Regions from separate parts of the Anas platyrhynchos genome. Here region 2 is linked to region 1. Evidence: chromatin contacts called from public Hi-C data. All regions are on one chromosome and are shown on one strand. The core of a region is the stretch at or near the end of the contact, and the rest is flanking DNA. Distances in the headings are between cores, read along the strand shown. Region 1 holds the start of APLN (apelin). Region 2 overlaps BCORL1 (BCL6 corepressor like 1).

The links. A called contact is a pair of places that touch in the nucleus more often than the background predicts.
Region 2: a contact with region 1 is called in a Hi-C map of subcutaneous adipose tissue, with 1.8 times the contacts expected there. The contact joins the enhancer-like site here to the promoter of APLN in region 1. A contact is called at or near these places in 3 of 8 Hi-C or Micro-C datasets (liver, skeletal muscle and subcutaneous adipose tissue).

Annotation. Positions count from the first base shown.
Region 1 is chr10:8,919,094-8,925,358 of IASCAAS_PekinDuck_T2T, forward strand. It overlaps APLN (apelin), which reads right to left and starts at 3,157. Exons shown (of 3, transcript XM_072042819.1): 1 at 1,283-3,157; 2 at 720-882; 3 at 56-623. The coding sequence starts at 1,802. The coding sequence ends at 725. XPNPEP2 (X-prolyl aminopeptidase 2) reads left to right here and starts at 5,101. Exons shown (of 21, transcript XM_038184537.2): 1 at 5,101-5,235; 2 at 5,395-5,468; 3 at 5,573-5,683; 4 at 5,768-5,831; 5 at 5,976-6,080; 6 at 6,158-6,244. The coding sequence starts at 5,190.
Region 2 is chr10:8,960,963-8,967,227 of IASCAAS_PekinDuck_T2T, forward strand. It overlaps BCORL1 (BCL6 corepressor like 1), which reads left to right. Exons shown (of 14, transcript XM_038184546.2): 2 at 1,620-1,758; 3 at 3,091-3,181; 4 at 3,442-5,985. The coding sequence starts at 1,673. Among named protein-coding and RNA genes, the nearest start is that of BCORL1, 9.0 kb to the left of the region's middle. Within about 2 kb of position 2,444, at least 2 of the 8 cell types and tissues checked have an H3K27ac peak or open chromatin away from gene starts, as enhancers often do. A contact at or near this core is called in subcutaneous adipose tissue, where this site is marked.

The sequences.
Region 1 (6,265 bases), core at 1,907-4,406:
CTCGTCCCAGCCCCTGGTCCAGCCGGCCCGGCCACCACCGCGCCGAAAACAAGCGTTTATTGTCATCATAGCTCTTTATTATAAAGATGTATTTACACAGAACAAATCTTTACAGACACGAGAGACACGGTGACCACCAGGGCCCGGCACCACCACTACGGCCCCCCTTTGGCATCCGTTAGTGCTTCACGCAGAGACCCCCATGGGAGGGCACCCCACGGGTGGGCACCCCACGCCCCGGGGGGTCCTGCAGAGGTGGCCAAGGAGGGGAGGGCAGCTCAGGCGGGGTCAGCACCACGAGAATAAATAGACCCTCCCCAGCCACGCTGCCGGGGCAGGTGGGCGACAGGGACGGGGCAGGGAGGGAGCTCCTCTGCCCTACAAAGTGCTTTTTGCAAAGCCCACCGACCCGGCGAGCCGGGCATGGGGCAAAGCCCGGGAGGCGGCGAGGGGACACGGTGCCGCCCACGGGACACAACCCGGGGCCAGCCACGGTGGTGGAGGTGTCGCCAGCCCAGGGCTCACGGCTGGGACCCCCAAGCAGGGGGCTTAGGGCCGAGCAGACCAGGCTAGGGAGCAGGGCTGGCAGTGGGGCAGGCGTCCCTGGAGGGCTGCTGGCGACCCTACAACGAGAGAGAAGCGCGGTGGGATGAGCCCCAGCCCAGCAGCACCGTGTGGTGTCCCCAAGTTCCCCCCCAAAGTGCCCCACAGCCACTCACCTGGGTCAGAAGGGCATGGGGCCCTTGTGGGACAGCCGGGGCCGGGGGCGGCGGAGCCTTCGCCACCCACCCGCCCGCTGCCCAGCCCCGCGCCGCGCACCCCGCGGCCGCACCAGGACTCGGATGCGGCCCCGCTGCGGCCCCGTCCCATCCGGCAGCGGCCCTGGGATGGCAAGAAGAGCGTTAGCCGTGTCCCCTTACCCCCCCAAAAAAAAAAAATAAAAATCCACCACCACCTGCGCGAGGGATGGGGATGCTGCGGCGCCCTCCTGGCTTTGGAGCCGCCGGGCCACCTGCAGGGAGCGCAGCCACGGGCACGGCACGGCCCCGACTCGGCTCCCTCTGCCCACCCCAAAGCCGCCCGGCTCCCCGAAGCCCCCCGCAGCCCCCTCCCCACCTCCCCAGCCCTCAGCCCTCGGCCGGCAGCGGGGGCTCGGGGGCGCTGCGCCCTTTGCGCACCCGACGGGACCCCGGCACCCGGTGGCACGGCCGCTTGCGGGGGCCCTGGGCGGGCCGGCTCCCGGCCCCGCAGCCCCGGGGGCGGACAGAGCGAGGTTTGTTACCTCCCTGAAAAGCGCTTTGTCCTCCCCCCTCGCCCGGGGGCCGCCGCTTCCCTGCCAGCCGCCGCGCCCCCCCCCGACCTCTCCGCCCCGCAGCGGGCCCCGCACTCACCCGCGGCGGCGGCGGCCAGGGCGAGGCAGAGCAGCAGCAGCAGCAGCAGCAGCAGCAGCCAGCGCCGCTCCGCCATGCTCCGCCGGGCACGGGGGGGAGCCGCTGGCTGGGGGGGGGAAGCGGCGGAGGCGGCGGGGGCGGCGGCGGTGGCGGCCCCGCTCCGGGATCGCCGCATTTGTAGGCGGCGAGAGCCCGGCCCGGCCCCGCCGCACGCCCGCCCCGGGGGGGCTCCGCCGCCCGCCCCGCTCCGCCCCCTCCGCCCGCAGAGGTTGAGCCCCCCCCCCGGCCCTCCGGGACCCCCCCGTTGCCGTCCTGGCCACGTCCCCCCCGGTGCCGCTCCGGGGATGCTGAGCCCCGCGGTAGGCACCGGGCTGAGCGTGCACAAGGCGGGGGGCAGCCGGTGGGGCGCATCCGAGGGTCCCCAGGGAGCCGGGGGGTGTAGCTGCCGAGCCTCTCCCCGTCGGGTCTGGGAAGCCGTGGTGGTCAGGTGAAGTCTCCTTTGAGTGGAAGAGGGGAAACCTCACCCCGTTTTTAGGAGGGGAGAAAGGGGAGGTGTTCGGTCTCGCCTCTGCGCCCAGCAATTGAGAGCAGCCCTGAGGAGAAGGACCCGGGGGTGTTGGTGGATGAGAAGCTTGACGTGAGCTGGCAGCGTGTGCTGGCAGCCCAGAAAACCACCCGTGTCCTGGGCGGCACCCACAGCAGCGTGGCCAGCAGGGCGAGGGACGGGATTGTCCCCCTCTGCTCTGCCCCCCTGAGACCCCTCCTGGAGCCCTGCGCTCAGCTCTGGGCAGTGAGGCACTGGCACACGCTGCCCAGAGGAGCTGGGGGTGCCCCATCCCTGGAGATGCTCAAGGCCAAGGTGGTTGGGGCTTTGGGCAACCTGGAGAGGTCCCTGCCCATGGCAGGGGGTGGGAACTGGGTGGGCTTTGAGGTCCCTGCCAACCTGGCCTGTTCTGTGAGCCTGAAAGGAGAGCGCAAAGGGGACAGAGCCAGGCTCTTCTGAAGACGATGACCACGACAACAGGACAAGAGGCAAGAGGCAAAAACTGAACCGCGGCGTGTTAATGTCTGACCTTCAGGGAGCCTGCGTTACTGTGGGGGTGACCAGAGGGGCTCTGGGGCCTCCCCCCTTGGCGAGATTTAAAAGCAGGTGGGAAGTGGTCCTGGGCAACCTGCTCTGGGTGCCCCTGCCTGAGCAGGGGATGCCAGGTGACATGGAGAGGTCCCCTCCAACCCCAATGCTTGCATGCAGACCAGGGCAGCAGAGGTGCAAGACCCCCGCACGAGGCACCCCAAAACTGCCCCTGTAAGGCCACCAACACGGTAACGACTGAGGCACGGCCAGGACACGAGTGGGGATCCGCAGATGGACAAAGGGAAGTGACAGCTCCACGTCCCCACAGCCACGACGTGACACCTCCTGCAGGCACCCACGTGGTGGAAGCCGAGACACCCACACGGGCAGGACCTGGGGGTGCTTTGCCGACACGGCAGCGACCCCCACGTCCCCCCCATTGCGTCCATCAGCCAGGATCTCCCAGCCTGTCCATCACGGGGGGGCTTTTCTCTGGCTATCAGCTACTTAGCGCCCTCGCTTCCGCATTCCTGGGGCCGCAGCGGGCTCCCTCCCGCCCCGCGCGCGTCCTGTTTGCTCGGGCGCATCACCCCGGCCTGAGTCACGCCGTGGCCCCGCAGGTGGCGGAAGGCTAACAATAGCCCACAAAGGGAGGATGTCTCCCCCAAGCCTTCCTCCGGCCCCGTCTTCGAGGAAAGCTCCCGCGGGAGGGCCGGGCCCCACCGGACGCGCGGCGCTGGATGAGCCTCGTCCGGTTGACGCTGCCCGGGGAGCGCCTTGGATGCGCCGCAGATGTCGAGCTTGGCGATGTGGGTTAGTGGAGGGCTTGGAAGTGTCGGGTCAGAGGTTGGGCTGGGTGGTCTTGGAGCTCTCTCCCAATCCAGCTGGTTCTGTGATTTGGTGATTAGCACGGTTTGCTAATTACCAGGGTGGAAGCAAAGCGCTGCCCGGTGGTCGCGGTGACAACCTGCCCGACGCATCCTGCAGAAACTTTTTGTGCCCGTGACAATCGCGGGCAGCTTCGGGGTCACTGCTGTCCCCCCACCTGGCCCTGTCTTGCCCCTGCTCGGAGCTGTGGGGGCACGGACCCCCCCTGCGTGACCCTTCCACAGCCCCAGCCTGGGGAGAACCCAAAAGGGGGACCCGGGGAGGTGCCCCCGACCCATCCATGACACGACTGCGCCCGGGCTCGGCGTGGCTGCAGACTCGGGGGCGATGCCTCTGGCTTCTGCCGCTTCCCCCCTGCTCCCCCCGGGCTCTGCAGGGGACAGGAGACAGAGGACAGGGGACAGTGGATGGGACAGGGGACAGGGGACAGGGGACAGCCCGCAGCAGGGTCGTGGTGCCACCTCGTGGCCGGCAGCACCCCAGCGACACGGCCCGGGGCGCAGCATCCCTGCCTGCTGGATGGCACGGCGGGGAGGGAGCCGGGGAAGGGGGGCAAAAACTCGCGTGGGAGATGCCCCGGGACTGGGGCCAGAGCCGGCAGAGCCCCCTCCCCGCCCATCGCACGGAGCCCGCTGCCCAGCTGGTGTTTTCTCAGGGAGGTTTGCTTGTGAAGCACCTGTTTGTTTACTGTAGGCCCTACCAGCCGCCCAGCAGCTTGCATCCTGCTGCACGAGGTCCTGCTGCCACGGTGCTGGAGGGGGCTGGCACCGCACATCTCCCCCCGGCAGCACCCACCACCCTTGGACGGGCACCGCTGCAGCCGGGCTTCCTCTCCAGCGGCGGTGGAGCAGTCATTAAACCAAGCCAGAGGAAATACGCGTGCCATAAACGTGGCAGGCCCCGGGCTCCAGGCTCGTTATGCCTCGCATCAGCTTTTTTTGCAAGGTGGAGACCACGGTGAGTCCTGAGCACACGGGCTCAGAGGGACGAAGGGCACTGCCCAGCCGGCACCGCCCTCGGGTGCGGGCGCTGGTCCCCAGGCCGTGCGCATGGTTTGGTGTCTCAGCCTGCTCCCTCCCCCTGTACGCCACTGCCAAATGTGCCTCCTGTCTCGTCAGGATGCTAAAATATTCCTTTTGTCTCCTTCGCCAGCCTTTCAAGCCCGGCACACCAACGGGAGCTGAATTTATTCTTCCCGTCGCTCCGTTAGCCAGAGCGCTCTCGCTCGTGCTGAAGGCGTGCTGTGCTTCCACTCGGGGCCCTGCACGTGTTTCTGCTGCCCCAAAACTCTTCCACACGCACTGGAGAGAGGTTCAGGAGCTCAGCTCAGCCCCCCCAGCCCCTTTGCCGTTGCACAGCACCCCGGATGCCCTCACCCCATCCCCACCTCGGGGGTGACATTTCGCAGAGCCGGGTGAGGACGGTGCCGTGCCCACAACCCCGCTCCACGGGACAGCCTCGTCCCTGGGGGGGTATTTCTGGATAAGGGGTTCCCCGGGGGGCACGGGGGACGCAGCAGCACCCCACAGAGCTCTCGGTGCCGGGTTAGCAGCCCGGGCAGCTGGTTCGTGCCAGGCTGAGCTGGCACAGCTCCACCTCTGCTTCCAGGAGGATCTTTGGACTTTGTGCGGCTTTGGCTGTTTGCTGTTATCTGGTTATCTGGAAGGGAGAAGCACTCAGTGAATAGGGCAACGACCCCCCCCCCATATTTGCTCGGGGGTTGTCATCCGGCATCCCCCCGCCCCTGGGGCAAAGGCGCAGGAGGAGGGACCCCGGATCCAAGCAAAACCAAACGTCCCTTCCTCTGCCAGCAGCTCGGGGGCTGCCCAGCAGCCATGCAGCCCTCCCGGTGGATCGCAGCCTGGCTGCTCCTTCTGCAGGGTACGTGGGAGACGTCCCCGTGGTGGGGCCGGGGGGGGACAGGGACCAGATCCAGACCCCATCGTGGCCCCAAGGAGTGCCAGGGGCCGTGTGCCTCTGCCCGAGGCTGAGCAGGAGCTGGAGCCCCTCCTGATGCTCTGGGCTCCCCCTGCACCCCAGCCTGCCCCCCAGGACACTCGCAGCAAGCCGCCTCCCCCTGGACCGACATTCGGAACTGCTCTGTGGACCCACCGGTGAGTCCCCACAGCGCCCACACCCCCCAGGGAGCCCCATGCAGGGCTCCCACTCCAAAAAAAAAAAAAAAAAAACACCACCTCCAAAATGCCCCCACCACCAGTACCTGCCCCCCACGGCCACCAACACCACGGCACGGCTCGCCGCGCTGCGGGACGCCATGCGCGCCCACAGCGCCCACGCCTACATCGTGCCCTCCACGGACGCCCACATGGTAAGGGGACAGCCCCCCCCCATGTCCCAGGGTGCGGGATGGCCCCCCCCCGGCCATTTCTCACGGCCCCATCCTCCTCTCCAGAGCGAGTACATCGCCGAGAGGGATTCCCGTCTGGGCTGGCTCACCGGCTTCACCGGCTCCGCGGGTGAGAGCATCCTCGCCACCCCGGGGACCACCCCCAGGCCGCTGGGCTCCCCACCCTGGGGGGGTCCCCAGGGGCACCTGCAGGACCTGGGGGAGCCTGGCAGGGGGGGGAGAGGCGATGCCTGAGCCCTCGCTGCCACCCCAGGCACCGTGGTGGTGACACTGGACAGGGCGGCCCTGTGGACCGACAGCCGCTACTGGACGCAGGCGGAGCGGCAACTGGACTGCAACTGGGAGCTGCAGAGGACAAGTCAGGGCAGGGGGGGCTGGGGGGAGCTGGGGGGGGTCCCCGCTTGCAATCCTCCACCAGCCGTCTCTCTCTTGCAGCGTGGATCAAGTCCATCGGGCAGTGGATCCTGGAGTGGGTTCCCGCAGGGGGCAACGTCAGCCTGGACCCCTTCCTCTTCTCCATCGGTAGGGTTGGCCGGCACGGGG
Region 2 (6,265 bases), core at 1,194-3,693, 41 kb after region 1:
AGAAGGTCCCTTCCCAGTCCTCCCGAAACAGCTGTCCTGTCACTGTGCTCAGGGGCAGAAACTTTCTCCTCCCCTTCTTTCAGTTTAGCCTAAGATGGTGAAATCCCCGCAGATTGTTTGTTCCCCTATTTCCTTTATGTTGCATTTCTCTCCAAGCATCGAAAGACTCCTCCCCTTCCTGCTCCAAGCCACCTCTCATTCTCTTTGGGTATGACCCTGCTCTCTGCCTTAGAATTGGCCCAGCTCCCCCTTCCATGATAGAGTATTTCTTCCTTCTTACAGCGTGGCTCTCAGTAGCTTCCCCCCTCTTCTCGTGGCTCCCCTTTCCATCGTTTTGCTCGCTCGTACGTGCAGATGTGTCCGGCGCTTCTTTTTTAGCCAGCAAAGCGCCTTGCCCCCATTTCTCCTACGCGCCTGGCCTTTCTTTTCCATTTTCAGAGGATCCCTACTGGCATCCTCGGGCTTAGGCGAGGACACCTGGCAGCAGCTGCGGCCAGGGGGTGCAGTCAGTTCGGCCTGACGGTCCCTCTGCAGCTGGTCTCAGCATAAAGGGATCGTGCGAGCCACCTCTTGTCCTGTTCACAGCTTGTGTCGCCAGGATTTTGTCAGGGAAAAGACAACTGACGGAGATTTGGGATCACGTGGCCCTTTTAGCCTCTTCCCACTCTCCCCCGCTGCACCAAGAACACCCCTCTGCCTCTTTGCCTGCTTTCCCTTCACGTGTTTACAATTCATCGGAATCGGGAACCCCCCTGGCAGCATCTCCGCCGTTTGCAGGCAGTCCCTGCTGGCTCCGAGCTGCGTCGTGCCGTAGATCCTCTCCTCCTTTTCCTCGCCTTTTCCCTGATACGACTTCAGCAGCAAAGCTGCCTTAATGCTCCAACACCCAGCGCTGCACGATTGGCTGCGATAGCCTCCCTCAAAAGCTCCACCCAGCCGACGGTGCAGCGCGGATGCTCGCAAGTCTCTGTGTTTCCTCGTGTTTTCCCCCCCCCCCTCCTCACCCCGTACCTCCGCTGAATACCGGCACCTTCCCGACAGAAGGTGCTGTTGTGCCGAGGCGTGGAGGTGTTTGCATCACGGCACGTCCGATGGCACTGCTGGCAAACCTCTGCCCCCCCCCTCGGGTTCCTCAGCTGCTTCCTCGTTTGAGTTTTTCCGCGTTGAACCCGGCACATGCTGGTTTCTCGAAGTAATACGAAGCCTCGGGGGTGTCCGTGTTTGACCAGGCCATCATCGTCGTGGGCGAAGGTCTGTCTCGAGGCTCTTTGTCCTGTGCTGGAGGTTCCTCCGGAGCGGGAAGAAAACCGGGGGAATCTTGCAAAGGATTCGCCTGTTCGTGAGGTTTCACCGGTGTGAAACTCGCGAGGCGGTAGCCGGAGGCTTTTGGGCAATAAAGATCTTTGATTAAGAGGACGGGCGGACTGTGGATCCCGTCCTGGGGCACTGCTTATATCTTCCAGTCGCCTTCCAGCCCTGAAGCATCTCGCACGTTACACCCACCCTGCCTGATGATACAACGGGGATAACCGTGGTTGAATGGTCGTCCTGGCAGGAGTTACCAAGCCTCTGGTTTACGCTTTTTATTTTTTATTTATTTTTTTTTTTGCTCTCTGTAGGCAGAGTGGCCCCTCGAGCCCCAGCAGGCCCTGGTCGGTGACGAGCAGTTGTCATGATCTCTACAGCACCTCTCTACAGCGGGGTGCACAACTGGACCAGCACAGAGCGGATTCGCATGTGTGGCCTCAACGAGGAGAGGTGAGGTGCGTGGGTGGCCTGCCGGGGGAAGGAGGTGGAGAACGTGAGCGAGGGGTCTGGGAGAGAGGCTCCGGTGGGGCTGCTGCTTTTAGTAGGGGATCGGGCCGAGGGGTGAGGTCTCTGCTTTCTGCAGAGGACCCCTCGGCTGCACCGGTGGGTCTCAGGGCTGTGCTGTTTGTGCACACCATCAGCTTCGTCAGACTTGTGCCCTTAACCGCAAGGGAAAGGAAAGAGGCTTGAAGGGAAAGACGTTTAGATGTAGAGCTTAGGGATATGGTTTAGTGGGGACTGTTAGCGTTAGGTCAGAGGTTGGACTCGATGATCTTGAGGTCTCTTCCAACCTAGAAATTCTGTGATTCTGTGAAAGGCTTGACCCACCGCAAGCCAAGCTACTAAGAAGAGCTCCCAGTGACCCGGGGGGGGTCAGTGCAGACCTAACCATCAGGTGGGAGAGCGGTGACAAGCCACTACCAAACAGGAGCTGAGGGAGGATTAGTGGCCCTGAGGCAGCATCGATCGAGGCTCGCTCTTGCTCTCCAAACCGATGGGTCGGTGCCTTCCTGGAGGCTCCACACACCCAGAACGTTTGCCAGAGCCTGGAAAGCTTCACAGGCTCACAGGCAGCGCGTGCCCGTCGTCTCCCTGCCTTCCTCAGCGGAGGCTTTTGGCAGCGAGCCCTCCCAGCGCCAGCCCTAAGAGCGGGATAGGGAAGAGCCCAGCCTCATCTGGGGCAGAAGCGCGGGCAGGGATCGTCTGCGGCCCTCAGATAACAACCAGAGGACGGCGTCGCCCTCCAGCCACCTCTCCTCAACCGCTCGGGGCTTTGCTCCGAGCCCCAACCGGGCCGCCCGGCCCCGGCCCTTGTGTGGAGGCACCGGGGGCGGGTGAAGGGGGGGGGGGGGGCGGCCGCGCTGCGCCTCAGCCGGCCTCGAGGGGCCGCTCGGGGCAGCCCACGGGGCCCGGGCCGGGCGGCTGGGACCTGCCCCCGGCTTCCCGTGTGGGGAACGGGCACGGGGGCTGCGGGGAGCCGAGGCCTCGCGGGCCGGGCCGGGCCGGGCCGGGCGGGGCGGCCGCCCGCTGTCCAGCTCCTTGGGCCGCCCGGGCTCGGGCGCCCTCTGGCGCCTCGCTCGCTGCCCGCCGGGGTGGAGCCGCCTCGGCCCCGAAGCAGGGCCCCGGGCCCGGCCCCGGTGCCGCTCGGAGCCCCGGTGAGCAGCTGGAGCACGCTGCTTGCTGCTGCCCGCAGGCTGCTCTGCTGGCCCTAATAACGGGGTGCGGGAGGTGTTGGGGTTGGCCCCGGGTGTGGTAACGCTGTGGTTGTTGTTCCTCCCCCAGGAGAGCCCCCCTTTCTGATGAGGAGTCTAAAACGAGCAGCTCCCAGCACTTGGGGTCTCAAGAGTTTTGTGTCAGCAGCAGCCTGTCCAAGGTGAGCTCCTTGTGTGCCCATCAGGGGCAGAGAGGGCCTTTTCTCTGATGGAACAGCTACCCAAGGGGTCCTGCAGGCCCCCCCTCCAGAGGGATGCACCCAGGTGCACTTAGAGCGATGCTCAAAGCTGGAAAGAGCTGTTGGCATGGCCTTCCTGAGCCCTGCCCGCAGGACACGGGGAGAACGTCCTGCCTGCCTCGCTAGGAGCTTGAAACAGCTTGCACAGCTTCTCAGGGTCATCTTCTCCCTTCTGGTTGCAGGTGGAGCTCACAGCGGTCAGCGGTGATGGCAGCGGTGCCCAGGATGCAGACGGCAAGGTGGAGGAAAAGCTTGGACCCAAACTGGAAGAGCAGCCGCCTGATCCCAACCCGAACGCAGAGTGTGTGGGAAAGACTGTGAAAGATGACGTCCAGGGCCCTCTGGCAAGCCAGGGGGATGGCAGAGGGCAGGAGCCTGCGATCCCCAGAGCCGCTGAGCAGGAGAGCAGTGGTGCTGATGCTGCCTGGACACCTGCAGATCCTCCCAGTGACAAGCAGGCTGACGTTCCTCCAGCCTGCTCTGCGGCTCCAGAGAGCGAGCCTGCTGGGAAGGAGAAAACCACCCTGAGCACTGGAGCACAAGGGCCAGCAGTGCTGGCAGAAGGGACGTTGTCTGTGGTTGCTTCCGGCTGCAACACCTCAGCCTCCACCCCTGCTACTTTTACGTTGAGTAGAGTGTGCTTTCCCACATCTCAGGCCCCTGCTATGCAAAAAGTGCCCCTGTCCTTTCAGCCTGGGACAGTTCTGAGCCCGAGCCAGTCGCTAGTGTACATCCCACCACCTAGCTGCGGGCAGCCGCTCACTGTGGCTACACTTCCAAGCACCTTAGGGGTCTCCTCCACGCTCACCCTCCCTGTCCTGCCTTCTTACCTACACGAGCGCTGCCTTCCAGGCATTATTGCTTCCCCAGAGCTGCGCTCCTACCCCTACACCTTCTCTGTCACCAGGCCCTTGGCTCCGGATGCCAAAGTGGTGTCCGTGGAGCTGAGCTGCTCTTCACCTTCAGGTGGAAGTGGTGCCCAGCCCGCTGCCGAGGGCGCTCCCCCGTCCACAGCTGGCCCTTCCCTCTCGCCCAGCCAGCCTGCACCGGCAGCATCGTGCGGAAGCACTGCTCCCTCTTCTGGCACTGGCACGCACGCCAGAGCCCCGGCAGCGCCTGAGCCGCATGCACCGGGGACCGCTACTTCAGTCTCTCCTCTGAAGTCTCCTCCGCAGCTGGAGCGCGAGATGGTCTCCTCTCCGGAGTGCAGCGAGATGCCGCTCGATCTCTCCTCCAAGTCCAATCGCCAGAAGCTGCCTCCGCCCAGCCAGCGCAAAACACCTCCGATGCCCATCCTCACGCCCGTGCACACCAGCGGCAAAGCGCTTCTCACCACGGTCCTGTCCAAGTCCCAGCGTGCAGCACAAAGCACGGGCAGCAGCGTCACCTCGTGTCTCAGCGCCACCCCGCCCTTCGTCATCTTCCCCGACTTCCTGCGGAACGGAGAGCAGGGCTCCTGGGTGAAGAACACCACGCTCATCAGCACCATTCCGGGCACCTACGTCGGCGTCGCCAACCCGGTGCCTGCCTCCCTGCTGCTCAGCAAGGACCCCGGCGTGAGCTTCAGCAGGGACCCGCGCCACCTTCCCAAGCAGGAACCTATTTCCATCATTGACCAGGGAGAGCCTCGAAGCACCGGGGTTCCCTGCGGGAAGAAAGCCAACCAAGCTGGAGCAGAGAAACAGCAGGATCCTGCCAGGAGGCTTCACGGCAGAGTTACTCCGGGAGCTCCTTTGTGTCAGTCCAAGGACATCTCCACCTGGAACCCCGTCCAGGGAAGTGTGTACCCGCGCTGCCCCGTGAATGGAAAACCCTCCAACCCTCAGCTCCTGCCTCTTGGCTGGTCTCCTTATCATCAAACCCCCCTGCTTTCGATTGGCATCTCCACGACAGGGCAGCTGCCCCCGAACCAGAGCAGCTCCTGCAAGCCAGCTGGTGCAGGCGAGCTCCCGACCTTCCTGAGCGTGCAGCCGACGGAGTCGAGCGCCGCAGCCCAGAGCCTGCCGGAGGGGCTGCCCAGGCTCCCGCCCGTGGAAGCTGCCTCCAAGGGCAAGAGCTGCCGGGCCTTGCCCAAGCTCTCTGAGGAGCAGGCCAATTCAGCCCCGCTGAATGCAGGTCCGTCTCCTCAGACCACCGCTTTGGATGGGAAGGGGGGAAAGGGGAAGGTGGACAACCCTCAGAAGAGTCAAGAGTGCGATGGCCCAGAAGCTGACTCCAGCAAAGAGGGCGGTGTACAGACTGAGACTCCCCAGGGGAGCTGTAGCCTCAAACAGTCGGATGCAAAGCCTAAAAACCAAGTGTTAGCAGCCTACTTGTCCCACGATCTGCCCGCGGGTGGGCAGCAGAGCCTGCGGGGGATTCCAGAGGCGCCCGCGGCGAGCCAGCGCAAGGAGCTGGGCTGCGAAGGCTCCCAGCAGCCGCCAGCTGCAGAGCCCCTCCAGTGCGTGCGCCAGGTGGATCTGTGCAGGGTCAAGAAGGAGCGGGTGGAGTGCGACGTCTCCTTTGCATCCGTGACTTGCTTGAGGGCTGGGGCTGCTCCCCAGGCCTTTGCCGAGGTCAAGCTGAAAGGCGTGGGCCAGATCAAGCAAGAGGGCAGCGTGCGCTGCAAATCCAAGCGGCAGCACGACGGGGACGCCAGGCAGGCGCAAAAGAGACTGAAGTGCAAAGCGCAGGATGGCGAGGAGTCCCCGAGCAAATTGGGGAGCCAAAACGTGCACGGCCGGAAGGTGGGTGAGGGGCTGCGAGGAAGGGGAATTGGCTGGGGCTGGTGGGTTACTGCAGAGGTTAGCGGGTGAGCTTGGGGGTGAGGAGGGGAGCTCTCACGGGGGAGGGCAGCGGAGAGCACAGGGCTTTCTGCCCGCGCTCTTTGGCTTTGCCTGGCAGTGGGTTCATGTCTGAAATACCCCGTATCTGTGGGCAGTTGAGAGCAAAAATGGATCTGGGTTGTCAGAAATGCCGGAGGGCACCAGCATGATGAGCGGGGGACGGTGTTTTGTCCCTTCTCCC